Regions from separate parts of the Mus musculus genome. Here all the other regions are linked to region 3. Evidence: chromatin contacts called from public HiChIP or PLAC-seq and promoter capture Hi-C data. All regions are on one chromosome and are shown on one strand. The core of a region is the stretch at or near the end of the contact, and the rest is flanking DNA. Distances in the headings are between cores, read along the strand shown. Region 1 holds the start of Ttll1 (tubulin tyrosine ligase-like 1). Region 2 holds the start of Arfgap3 (ADP-ribosylation factor GTPase activating protein 3). Region 3 holds the start of Srebf2 (sterol regulatory element binding factor 2). Region 4 holds the start of Pacsin2 (protein kinase C and casein kinase substrate in neurons 2).

Evidence for each region. Promoter capture Hi-C pulls out the DNA fragments that hold promoters and counts their contacts. HiChIP or PLAC-seq counts read pairs in DNA pulled down with a chosen protein or histone mark.
Region 1: a contact with region 3 is called in an H3K4me3 HiChIP or PLAC-seq map of forebrain, with 5 times the contacts expected there. The contact joins the promoter of Ttll1 here to the promoter of Srebf2 in region 3. A contact is called at or near these places in 3 of 39 promoter capture datasets (the 3T3-L1 cell line, hippocampal neurons and pre-B cells) and 4 of 115 datasets of contacts at active chromatin or transcription factors (embryonic forebrain, embryonic hindbrain, embryonic stem cells and 1 more).
Region 2: a contact with region 3 is called in an HNF4G HiChIP or PLAC-seq map of pancreatic cancer cells. The contact joins the promoter of Arfgap3 here to the promoter of Srebf2 in region 3. A contact is called at or near these places in 7 of 39 promoter capture datasets (the 3T3-L1 cell line, the HPC-7 cell line, hematopoietic stem and progenitor cells and 4 more), 1 of 115 datasets of contacts at active chromatin or transcription factors (pancreatic cancer cells) and 1 of 9 other capture datasets (embryonic stem cells).
Region 4: a contact with region 3 is called in a promoter capture Hi-C map of embryonic stem cells, with 3 times the contacts expected there. The contact joins the promoter of Pacsin2 here to the promoter of Srebf2 in region 3. A contact is called at or near these places in 5 of 39 promoter capture datasets (cranial neural crest, embryonic stem cells, hippocampal neurons and 2 more) and 2 of 115 datasets of contacts at active chromatin or transcription factors (extraembryonic endoderm stem cells and pancreatic cancer cells).

The regions. Positions count from the first base shown.
Region 1 is chr15:83,509,645-83,512,759 of GRCm38.p6, forward strand. It overlaps Ttll1 (tubulin tyrosine ligase-like 1), which reads right to left and starts at 1,263. Exons shown (of 12, transcript NM_178869.4): 1 at 1,090-1,263.
Region 2 is chr15:83,348,700-83,351,832 of GRCm38.p6, forward strand. It overlaps Arfgap3 (ADP-ribosylation factor GTPase activating protein 3), which reads right to left and starts at 1,548. Exons shown (of 16, transcript NM_001357756.1): 1 at 1,382-1,548. The coding sequence starts at 1,450.
Region 3 is chr15:82,145,439-82,148,574 of GRCm38.p6, forward strand. It overlaps Srebf2 (sterol regulatory element binding factor 2), which reads left to right and starts at 1,831. Exons shown (of 19, transcript NM_033218.1): 1 at 1,831-2,052. The coding sequence starts at 1,965.
Region 4 is chr15:83,462,948-83,465,982 of GRCm38.p6, forward strand. It overlaps Pacsin2 (protein kinase C and casein kinase substrate in neurons 2), which reads right to left and starts at 1,659. Exons shown (of 11, transcript NM_001159509.1): 1 at 1,512-1,659.

The DNA.
Region 1 (3,115 bases), core at 13-2,512, 1.4 Mb after region 3:
ACAATCACCTATAAAGACCTGGCTTCCTAGGAACATGCAGAATGCGACTCGGGGGAAGATGGGCAGCTCAGAACACTTGCTTGTTGGAGTACTCCAAAGAGCTTCAACCTCTGCTGTGATCACAGCCGCAGACAGGAGTCAAGGCAGCCTTCCTAGGAACAGCAAGATGAGAACTCACCAGAGTCTCATCACCCTTCTGTGTCCAGCCTCAGAAAGCAAGGTCCCTGCTTCCCACACTTTGACATTTTTACAAATCAGGGTCAGTGACGTCACGACGACACCAGGATTCCCAGTATCTATATTCTTTTCCAACAAGCTTTCAATGAAAGGGGCGGGGGGAAGCTATCTCTAAGAAAATAAGACCTAAATGGCTGGAGAGATGGCTCAGCTGTAAGACCCAGTCCTGCTCTTGCGGAGGACATAAGTTTGGTCCTCAGCACTCAGCACACAACCTTCTGTATATAATTCCAGCTCCAAGGAGCTCCCATACGCCCTCTTCTGGCTTCCACCAGCACTTACACTCACGTGCACCCCCACCCCCACCCCCGCGCACTGAGACACAAACATATACACATAATTAAAAATTAAATAATGAAGACTATTTAAATAAAGAAAATAGTATATAATACTGCACATCCATGACCTCCACTCCTCTCCACACCACTGTAGGTAGACAGTGCCATGACCTAAAGTGGCTGTCTACTAGTATCTCCCATTCATTGACAGCACAGCAGGGCTTCTCTTTTTGTGCCGCCATATGACATCACTGTTTTATGCTCATTAAGTGTTTCCCAAACAAAGCCTGTTTTACCAAGACCAACTTGGTTTGCAAGGCTATACTTCCTGCGTCCAGTTGAGGACGCAGTCCCTGCAACACCCCCCCCCCACCCCACCCCGCCCGGGCTCCACAGAGGACCACAACTCCCAGATCCCCCTCCTAACAAAGAGGGCAACATCTCGGGTCGGTGCAGTCTTGCAGAGGAGCAAGTAGAGCAGCCTTGAGCTCCCCGTACAGGTGCGGCGCCCCCCAACCTCCCCCAACAGATGCCACCTCAAACAATACAGGCTGTGGATGCACTGAAAGCCTACCTAGAATAGCCGGTAAGAAAGATAATGATGCAATTACAGCAGTTGAAGGCACAAGGCAAGTCCCAGGATATCAACAGAGAAAACGACGTTGAGCAGCGGAGACACGGACTGGGTAGCAGAAGCTAAACCGCCCGGATCCTTCACGGGCAAGCCCGCCTGCGCGTGCGCAATCTCCACGCGCGGCCACGCCCACGGCGCACAAGACCCCGCCCGCCCGTCCTCTCTACTGCAACCAGTCCGCCTTGCTCACTCCACTTCCGGAGAGGTGTCCTAGCAACCGAGAACGCGAAAACCGCTGGCGCTACTGCTTCCTGATTATTTTTTCTGTCCATGGTTGTGACACCTTCTTTCCTGCCTCGGTATTTTTCTGCGAGTTATCTATCCACCGCTTAGAGGCTAGAAAGCGCAAGGTATCCTATCCGCGCACCCTTCAGGGCCAGAAATGAGAGTTGTAAGGGCCAGGGCCAGCGGATAAAGGTGCTTGCAGCCAAGCCTTATCAGCTCAGTTCGACTCCCGGGACCTACATATGTGATGGATGGAGAGAACAGATACCTACAAGTAGTCTTTTGATCTCCACTCGTGTGCCATGTTGAACGCACCCCCTCCCCACGCCCACACACAATAAATGTTATTAAGAAATTAGTGAAGCCGGGTAGTGGTGGCGCATGCCTTTAATCCCAGCACTTGGGAGGCAGAAGCAGGCGGATTTCTGAGTTCGAAGCCAGCCTGGTCTACAGAGTGAGTTCCGGGACAGCCAGGGCTACACAGAGAAACCCTGTCTCGAAAAACAAAAACAAAAAACAAACCAAAAAAAAAAAAACCAACAAACCAAAAAAAAAAAGAATCTGGAAATTGGCTCAGAGGTTTAAAAAAACGTGCTGTGTTATTGCATAGGACCCACGTTCAGTTCCCAGCACCCATGCCAGGCTCCCCACAACCACCTGCATGTAACTCCAACTCGGGATCAGAAACCGGAAGCCAATGGCCTCCATGGGCCCCTGCACACATGTAAAAAACATTCGTGCACACACGCATGATAAAAACATAAAAATAGGACTGGAGAGATGGCTTGGCAGTTAAGAGCACTGACTTCTCTTCCAAAGAAGGGCAATACCCAGCACCCACATAGTGGCTCACAACCTTCTGTTAACTGCGCATATGGTGCATTGAAATATGTGTAGGCTAAACATACACACACACACACACACACACACACGAATAAAATTTAAAAATGAAAATTAAGTCCAAAAAAAAAAAAAAAAAAGACAGGATACAAGATGACAGACTGAGCTAGGCATCTGGAGGCCAAGCAGGTGCGGGGCAGGGTTAGCCATTGTCTCCTACTGACACTCCACTTTGCCATCCAGAAATCAGAGATGACGATTAACTCGTGTTTCTGAAGTTGTAATGTAATGTGAACATTTCATTCGGCATGTAGTGACAACAAGGGGCCCTCCCAAAGGATTTGAAGCATTTGTCCAGACGGTATGTTTTGTTTTGTTTGTTTGTTTTTTGTTTTGTTTTGTTTGTTTGTTTGAGACAGGGTTTCTCTGTGTAGCCCTGGCTGTCCTGGAACTTACTCTGTAGACCAGGCTGGCCTCGAACTCAGAAATCCGCCTGCCTCTGCCTCCCAAGTGCTGGGATTAAAGGCGTGAGCCACCACGACCGACTCAGACAGTATGTTTTATGTGTGCTGAGCTGCTGTGTCTCTGTGTGTGCGTGTGTGTGTGTGTGGGGACCAGAGGCCATTTCAGGTGTCTTTCCTGAGACACAGGCTGTGTAGTTCCTGAGCGGAGCACCACAAAAGCCTCCGAGGCACAAAAATCTTCAAAGCAGCAACAGGCTCCTCCCACGGCTGCCACTGTACACTGTCCCACAGGAGCTGTCCAAAATGACGTCTCCTATCAAAATGGTGACACCACAACATCTCCTCAGCCTGCTGCTGTCCGGGGAGCTGCAGGAGCTGTCCACGGTGACGAACCGCCTTCTCTGCACCCTTCAGGTGCCATCCAACTGATACACTTT
Region 2 (3,133 bases), core at 298-2,797, 1.2 Mb after region 3:
TCTTCCTTATACCCACCTGACATTATCACCCCCATTTAACCATTTCCTTCATCATAAGGCTATAAAAACCTAGGGCTCCCTTCCACCATCAAGACATTAAAAAAAAAAAAAGCCTGAATTTTGTGACATGTTGGAACTTTCTATGCCAGCCATGCAGGACTCTGTAATCACGGCTGTGCCCATTAACAGATGGTTCCTCAGAGGTGAAGGTGGCAACCAGATGGAACTTGGAGAGGGGTGGGGAGAGTCCACAGTGACACGACAGCCCTTTGCACTCCTCGGGTTCCACCCTACTCCGTCATCCTAAGGAAGTAGACACCTTAACCCTGTGTATCAAAACAACACTGCCAGCCACATGCTAAAAGTTATGAGGCCCAGTGGTTGGGGGTGGGGTCTGTGTGTGTGTGTGTGTGGGGGGGGTCACATAAGGGGAAGAAAAAAATTGTAGGGACAGACCTCAACCTACAGAGGGATGAACGTGAGTTTTAGTGAGCTTCCTCAGGAACCCAGAGAGCTGGCAACCAGGGAAGAGAACCTTAGCTCTACTGGACTGGGAAACAGGCTGCCACCGAAGGACAATGGTGACAAAAATCCAACAGGTCCCCAGCCCTGAAGAACACTCAAGACAAGGTCCATGGTGGGGGGAGAAGCCCTTCTTTCCCAGAACTTAGCACCACTTAGAGTTCTGACCCCTGGGTCTAGGTGGCTGGGATTTTTACCTTTGTTCACAGAGGCCAGAAGGAGTGAACTCTGCCTCACCAGCCTTCTCAGAGCCCAGCTACACACTTCCAACATCTGTTTCCTCCACCCTACCATGTCTGTGCTTCTGGGTCAAGGTGCTCTGTTCTCCAGACCCCTAGACACCCCTAGATGCTATGAACTAGCCTTCTCTCTAAGCCCCCAGGTAGTCTGGCGTCTGGGTAACCTGGACACTCCTAGAGGTCCATACCCCAGTCCTCTCTCTGCCATGAAATGCACTGGTCTCCTGTTCCAGATGTCCATGCCCCAGTCTTCTGTCTATCCCCAGGTGTTCTGGCCTCTGGTGGCGGACACCCCAACTGTCCATGTCCCAGCCCCCCCTGTGACCCCAGACGCTCTGCCCTAGGATGCTAGACATCCCAGATGTCCATGCCCCAGTCCTGTGACCCCAGGCTCTCTGCCTTTTAGTCCTGGACATCCTCCGGATGCCCATGTCCCTGTGCCCCAGGCGCTAAGCCCCTGGTGGGCGCCCCCTTTTCCTCCCCTTGCTGACGAAGGTTGGGGAGCGGCGGCTGCCAGGCCCACAGTGCGACGTGTCACAGGCCGGGCGGCTCCTCCCACGGCCGCGGCCACACCGGGGTCCGGCGGGCCGCGGGGTCCCAAGCCCGCCTGCGGCCGTTACCTTGTTAGTGGGCACCGAGCGCAGGCGCTTGAAGATGGCCAGGATGTCCTGCTTGCTGGGGTCCCCCATAGTCACTGAGAACTGAGGTGAAGCAGTCCCCGACAACCGGGAAGAGACAAGGAGTAGCGGTTGCCGCCTCCCGGAGACCGAGGGGCGGGGCTGCGCGTGACGACAAGCCCCGCCCCTGCCGCGCCCAGGCTCCGCCCACAAGCGGGCGCACGCGCCGTTCTCCTTCACTCGGTGAGGTCCCTCGGCGCCACTGGTTTCTCCGGGTTCCAATTTCGAAGTCGGGCGCGGCAGGCGCATGCGCGGACGCTCGGACAACTCCCACCCCTCCGCAAACCTTCCCCAGATCTCAGCGTTAGTTAGGGTCCTGCAGTGTGGGATAGGAACCCCAGGCTTTGCGCAGGGAGCATCGGGCTTACCCACCGGACTCACCAGCATACCGTTGCCGGCCCGTGGCCAGTCTCACACCTATCCCTCAGGATGGGAGAGCCAGCAGGTCTCATCCTCATGGATCCTGCATAGTAGTAGTGTGTGTTTGTACTCTTTCTCAGCTAAAGTCAAGCCCTGAGTGATAACCTACAGGAAACTGCTGTCCCATTTTTCTCTCTCCCATCTGGGAAACCCAGGCTGGCCTAGAGCACACTGTGTAGTCCAAGGCTGGACTTGAACTGGAGATATTCCTGTTTTAGCGTCTTGCTGCTCAGATTACAGGTCTGCACCAAGCCATACTGGCTTGATAATCTTGTAATTATAAAGTCTGTTCTGTTCACGGAGAGAGAGTGCTTGCCTGTAGGCAACAAGTTCTATCAGGGTCAGAACTGAGAAGTCTAGAAAGACCAGAAACAAGTCTGTGTTTAGTGCTTGGGGCTCCAGTTAAACCTTGGATAATATTAGTAGCTGGAAGGTTTGAGCTTGGGAGCAGGTGCCTCTTTTACAGCGGTCAGGGTGGAGCAGCTGGCAAACATGACCTTAGGTAGAGCATAATAGAAGAAAAACAGGTTTTGGTATCAAGTGCTAAGCCCCAGCTTCTGTCCCAGTTCAACTGGTTGCTTCCCAGCAGGGCTGCTGTAGGCACTTCCTAGCATTCACCTGTATGAAGGAGTTGGAGATGAAATATGTTGACCAGAGCAGCACTGCAGCTTCAGGGATGTTCTGAAAACGGTCTTGGTGTCAAGTTGGGACCTCATATAGGCTGTACAAGGACAGGAACTGGCACAAGACACACAAAGTTCTCAGCAGAGTGACAAAAGGGCAGGGAATAAGAGACAAAGACAGGAGATAGAGCAAGAGGAAGAAGTGAAAAGGAGGGAGAGGGGGACGGGTTATTTGCTCCAGAGGGACAAAGGACTGCTTCTGGATAGAGAAGAGACAGCCTTGGCGTATTGGCAAATGGCAGTTCATAAAGGTAAAAGAAGAAACCCCTTTAGGATAAGTTTATTTTATGGGGCATGCTAATTAGGTGAACCAAGGTAGGGGGTGGATTTTGATAGCTGGACCTTAGTATGTTAGCCTCAGGAAGTGGACAAATAGCGTAACAAACCTTGGTGGCTAGCTTTAGGAATGTAATCTAACGGTTCTTAGCAAGGAGAAAAAAAGAGGAAAGGCAAGGCCCGCCAGTGCCATGTTTGCCATCTCAGGCCTGGTAGATGCCTCAGGCTGTGTATTCATCAACCCAGAGCTGGGCCTTTTCCAAGGTTAGGAAATGTGCAGTCTTTAGGAACAGCATGTTGCTGCTGCAGACAACCC
Region 3 (3,136 bases), core at 581-3,080:
GTCAGTGCTTAACCAACTGAGCCATCTCTCTAGCACCTCCCCCCACCCACCTTACCATTTCTAATGAGCCTCCTTTTGTCCTTTCCCAGGCCAGTTGCTAAGCACACACATGAAGGTCAGAGAACTTCTGAGAATCAGGTCTCTCCACCTATGTGAGTCCCAGGGGTTGATTTCAGGTCAGCAGGCTTAGCCAAAAGCACCGCACTGAACCATCTTGCTGGCCCCAGGCCAGAGTCGTGATATCCAGCCCCTTGTTAGTCTCATCTTATCTTTACTTTTCCTTGGCTAGTCTGTCTTGTGTGTGTGTGTGTGTGTGTTTTGTTTTGTTTTTGTTGTTTAGTGATTTGATTTTGTTTTGTTTTTTTGAGGCAAGGTTTCACACACACAAAAAAAATTCAGGCCACTCTGGACAGCTTCCCCAACCCCACCTAGAAACCCTGTCTCTTGCTCAGTTCTTTGCTATTTCTTGTCCCCCAGCAGAGGCGCCTCTCCCAGTAAATCTCTCCTGTGAGACTTGTTGTGATGTGACTTTGTGGGTATTCCCAGGCGCCTGATTGCCAGGATCTTTTTCCCTCTCAGAGCTGCAATACCTTCACTGGAGACCCTTTCCCCCTCAGAGCCTGCTGGAACACTTCATCCCAGAAGTTAAGAGCTGTTTGCTTGCCACGGAAATCAAATAAATGTGACAATGACAACTGTGGTCTTGTGCTGTTTTAAAGATGACAAACCAGGCTTATCAGCAAACAGTTGCTTAGCCAGCCCAGGAGCAGGAAGTGGCTTATTGGATATGCAGGTCTCCCCACAGAGCCTTCAGCTCTGACCCCCTAAGAACAACTGCCTCAGACTCACAAGAAGCTCTTCCTATGTATGCCATGAAAACCTTCTTCCTCTCAGTATACACTTAGGTCCTTTCTCAGATGTCCATTCCAGCATTTCTTTTTTTTAACGATGCCCTGATATTCTACTGTTTGGAGGTAATTTATGTACCTGATGCCTTACTGTGTTACTGTTTTCCCGTTAGAGAACTTTGTGATGAATGTCTTTGAATACATGTACTTAATAGCATTCCTCGGAACACTAATCTTTTTGTTTCTTCGGATAAGTTCTTGGAAGCGTGCACCTTTGTGTGCAGTGTGACCGACTACCTGTAAGATGATGCAGTGAGGTGACTGCAGGAGTGGGGCCTCACCTGGAGAGACCATTGAACAAATGACCTTGTCTGAAGGCCTTAGAATGATCGAGGTTTCCCAAAATTGAGGGCCAGTTGTAAAATGTTCACAATACTCAGGTGATCTCAAGACCCTGTTAAGTCTCGGATGGGATAAGTGTGACTTAGGGTCTGGATAGCCTATCCCAGAATGTTAGGGTACTATGATTCTACCCAGAGCTAGGGGGAGGGAAGAGGCAACTGGGGAGATGACGTAATGTGCTCCTAGAGTAAAGGGGGCGGTGGTAGAAGGTAGCGCCGGACAGCGGTGCGTTAACCCTTCTATTTCCGGGCTCTCGACAAAGTTGCTCCTGGAGCTGATCCAACGGAAAAGTAGCGGCTCCTTTAAGCCAGAAGAAGGCTGGGACGAGGACCCGGCGGCTACTCTCCGCTGGCGCTTGGATGCCGTGAGGGGCGGAGTCCCGCTATGCAAATCTGAGCTGCTGATCGATGACGCACCATCACCCCATGAGCCGCTTCGCGCGCCGATTGGCTAATGCAAGCCTGGTCCCATTGACAACAAACTTGGGGGTGCGGAGGCTCGGGGCGGGGCTGCAGTGGGCGCGGCCCGGGGCGGGGGAATTCTGCCCCGCCCCTTCCGTGGAGTCGGGGCGCAGCTCAAACATGGCGGCGGTTGGCACGGGGCGGTGAGGCGGTACCAGGTGGGGGCTGTCGGGTGTCATGGGCGGTGGCGGCGGTACCGCCTCCGCGTCTCCCTGAGCTGGACCTCACGGGGGACTCTGCGCCAAGCTGGGCGATGGATGAGAGCAGCGAGCTGGGCGTTCTGGAGACCATGGAGACCCTCACGGAGCTGGGCGATGAGCTGACTCTCGGGGACATCGACGGTGAGTGGCGGCGGCTGGGTGGGAGTGCGGGGGGCGCGCGGGGAGGAAGGGGTTACGGCGGCGCTCGCGGGTGCGCGTGCGCCCACCCCGCGATCGCCCCGGCGTGCGCGGGAAGGAACCCGCGGGGGCCGGGCTGCCCGGGAGGTTCCCAGTTCTTCTGGCTCCAGAGTCTGAGCCCGGGTCGTGACGCAGGGCTCCCGGTGGCTGAGGAGTCGTGGGCGCCGCGGGGCCCGAAGCGGGGCTGGGGGCGTCGCGAGTGCCGCCAGAGGAGAAAGCGAGGCGGCTGCCTCCCTCGCGCGCCCACACGCGCTCTGGTTTGTCCGGTCTTCGCCGGCGTCCCGCGTCGCACCTGTCACTCCCTGCCTGGCCACTGGAGCGGCTTCGGGATTTCCCGGACTGCGCTCCCGGGCTCGGCTCCCCCACGCCCCCGCTCTTTTCGGGATTGACTGACAGCCGGGTCTGCGGGCGCTCTGGAAAACTTTGGGCAACAGCTGCAAAAAGCAAGTTACTGATGGAGTGGACAGAGACCGCAGAGTGCGGCGGCCTTGGATGGAGACCCGGGCGCTCCTGCTGTCGCACTGCAAAGGGAGTTGAGCAGCAAGAATTTTGAGTTGTGGCCCCTCGGGTACAGACTAGGGAGCTGGTGGCCTTTGTTTCGGCGGCCTTAACAGCGAAGTGGAAGAACTGGTAGGAGCCCAGGGAACCTCTCTTAAAATTCTCTCACTTTTCAGCCACGGGAAGGAAGGTTTGGAGAGGGTCCCAGACTTGCCCGCGGTCATCATGCTGGTTAACAAAGCCCAGTTCTTTCTGTTTCTGAGCCACTATTAGTTTCTTTCCACTCCACCTTTAAGAAAAATAGGCTAGTAATTAAGTCATTCTCAGTAGTCAGGGCTCTTCTGAAGTTCTCAGTCCCAAATACTTTGCGTTAGTTCATTTATTCAATCCCGCTGAATTGGGTATCGCTCAGTTTTGCCGGAGGTGTCGTTTAAGGTCACTTACTTTAGAGAGTCCAGAACTCCTAGGCAGTGACTCAGTTTATGGAATGTTACTACACCTAGAATCTAGAACCTTGCAGGCAGATGTG
Region 4 (3,035 bases), core at 409-2,908, 1.3 Mb after region 3:
CCTGGCCTACTCAGTGAGACCCTGCGTCCAAAACAAACCCCTTAAAACTAAGGGCAACCCCCTATCTTCCCCCTAGAAATGCCTGGCCATTAGAAACCTGTACTGGCACTGAGGACTACGGAAAAGCCAATGGCACCTCTCTCTACCAGACAACATGGAAACTTAGATGTGTTTCTTACATACACACACTTTTACACTAATTATTATGGTTGGAAATAACAAACCCTAGCTCCCCAAACAGCATGAACTAAAATACCATTTCTAGTCCAATGAGTCTTTAAAAATCCTGCACAGAGAGAGCAGATCTAATCAGTCAGCTACTCCTCTGTGCTCAGCTACTTTCCCAAGTAATAAATATCCATCAGCCCAATGATCAGTTTCTTTAAAGCCTCTAAACTGCACACATCACACAAGTTTTTCATGTAGTGGCCTCACGGCTAAAGTAGCATAGCTTCACCAAGGAGACTGCCAAACTCTACAGTTCAGTGTAAATGCACAGACTAGAGTGTTCCAGGAAAGTCAGGAGAACCCCCAACTACGCTAACTCTCAAATCCGGACTTCTGTGGAAAAGTGAATCTGAGCGCCCAGGGACGGAAGAGGGAGGCTAACACAGAACCCAGTTCACCTGGCTGATCCCTTCACCAGGGGCTCCAAGCTGACAATCCCAGAGGTGCAAGACCAGAACTTAAGCAAAGTGGAAAACCTGCAGGGGGTAGGAAGGTGTGAGCTCACGTCCACAACTCGGGATTAAATAGATTTACATCAGGACAGTGCAGAAGTGTTTTTGCTAAACCGCTAATGAGTAGCCCTGGAGACTGTCAGCAACCTACTCCCCCTTCATCACTAAACCTAAGGACAGCTGCGGTCAAGGGAAGCCGACAAGGGCCAGGGATGGTGCACACAGCCCGGACCAAAACTATCTTCCCTCAAGGGGCCAACAAGAACGCAGCACCCCTGGGGCGTGTCTACTTCCAGGTCTAACCTCTAAGGCCTTGAGATCCCTAGCCAGCTCCTCTGGATCCACTCCTGGAAAAAAAGAAAAGTGGACCTTCTCAGAGGGGGTCCGCAAGCCTGGGGTCTTTGGGAAGAGAAGAGAACGCGGCTCTAGAGCCCCCACGGGAGGTAGGAGGGAATTGACGATTCGGATCCACTGAGTCTCGAAAACTATGAAAGTCAAAAAGGACAGCATGCAGCCTTTCCTGTCTCGCCTCACACCCCTAGTTCGTGTTCACCGGTCAGGCTTGGCTCTCACCACGGCGGTCACAGAGTGTGGGGAGGACGGAAATGGAAGGCAAGAGTCTGCAAAGCGCCCCATGAGTGCGTCCGCGTGGGACTCGTCCGCTCCGGCCGCCCTTCGGGCCTCCCGGGCTCCGCCCGCCGGCGCGTGGCCCCCCGCGCGCGGACTAGAAGTTTCGAGCGGCGCGGCCCCGCGCGCTCGGCCCCAGCGCGGCCTGACAGGGGTAGGCGCGGCCACCGACCCGTGTCCCAACCGTCGCGGCGCACCCCTCACCTCGGCCGCCGTTCGCCTCGGGTCCCACTGAGCACGCCGCCCCGGCCGGGCTGCGACTCCGACCCCTTCCCGTTCCGCTCCAACCGAGCTCCCCGGCCCTGCCCAGACCCGCCGCAGCCGCTTCTGCCGCCAGCCGCGACCGCGCCGCCCCCGCCGCGCCCGCTGTGCTCGCCCTATTGGTTGCCTGCATCCAGACCCCGCCCTTCGGCCCAGCGGCGCTCCAGATTGGATAGTCTAAAGCGGAGGCGGCACGCCCCCCCAGAAGCTAAAGGAACTACCTTGGGCTAGCATTAGCGGCCTTTCCTGTCAGTCAAACGAGGAGCTACTACTTAAGCCGCTGAGAGGCCAACACGGGTCACTCCCTGGGAGACGCCCAAAGGACCGGGACTAAAGGACTTTTTTTTAAAGTGGGCCAGAGTTTTGTGGTTTCCCTAGCACCCAGAACAACTGCGGTCCCTGATCTATAATTCAGATAAGGTGGACTTTGAGAAAGTTTCCTCGGATCTGGAGAAATTGCTACTTTTCTAGAGGACCCGGATTCCATTCCAAGTACCTAGTACGTAGAGGCTTACCCTGATCTGAAATTCCAGTTGGAGGGTTATCTGTCTGACGCCCTCTTCTGGCCTTTGTTGGTACCAGGCACGCACGAGGTACAGACATGCTAACACTCATACACACAATTTTTTTTTTTTTTTAAAGAAAGTTTCCTCCAAGCCAGGGATGGTGGCGCACGCGTTTAATCCCAGCACTCAGGAGGCAGAGGCAGGTGGATCTCTGCGTTCATGGCCACTGTGGTCTACATAGTGTGTTACAGGCTAACCAAAAACACAAAAAAGAAGAGGAAGTGGGGTGGAGAGACTTCCCTCCAGAGGATGCCGATATGGCCATCAGAGCACCAGACAATATACAGACTTTCTGCTTCTCACATAGCGCTGCCAGATAGGAGGTTGGCCCTATGAGCAAAGAGAAATAATGAGCCAAAACGGCTAATACCTCGCTGAGCACTACCTCACACAGTCCCGGCCAGGAGGACAGTAAGCGATGCGTGGGTGAGGGTCTGAGAAACTGACAGCAGGTAACTTTCTGGGAACTGTATGGAGTAAAGAGTAAATGGTGGCAGACAGTGGCTAGTGTCTGTAATCCCAGTACTCAAGAGGCGGATACAGGAGAATGGCTGAGAGCTCCAGGCAGCCTACGCAACCGAGTAATTGGAAGAAAGAAAGAAAAAAAGGTAAGGTCAGCCTGGAATATATAGTAAGACCCTGCCTCAACCTCCCTGCAAACAAAACAAAACAGAAAAGGCAGATGTAGTAGGTAGCACTTGGAAGGTAGAACAGGAGGGTCAGGAGTTCAAGGTCATCCCCAGCTACACAGGAAGTCCAGTTTTCAGGCTGGACATAGTGGTACCTGCCTGTAATCTCAGCATTTAGGAGGTAGAGGCAGAAAGATCAGGAATTCACAGTCATCCTCAACTGCATAGAGAGTTCAGGTCAGCCTAAGCTATATGAGACCTTGCCCCTCCCC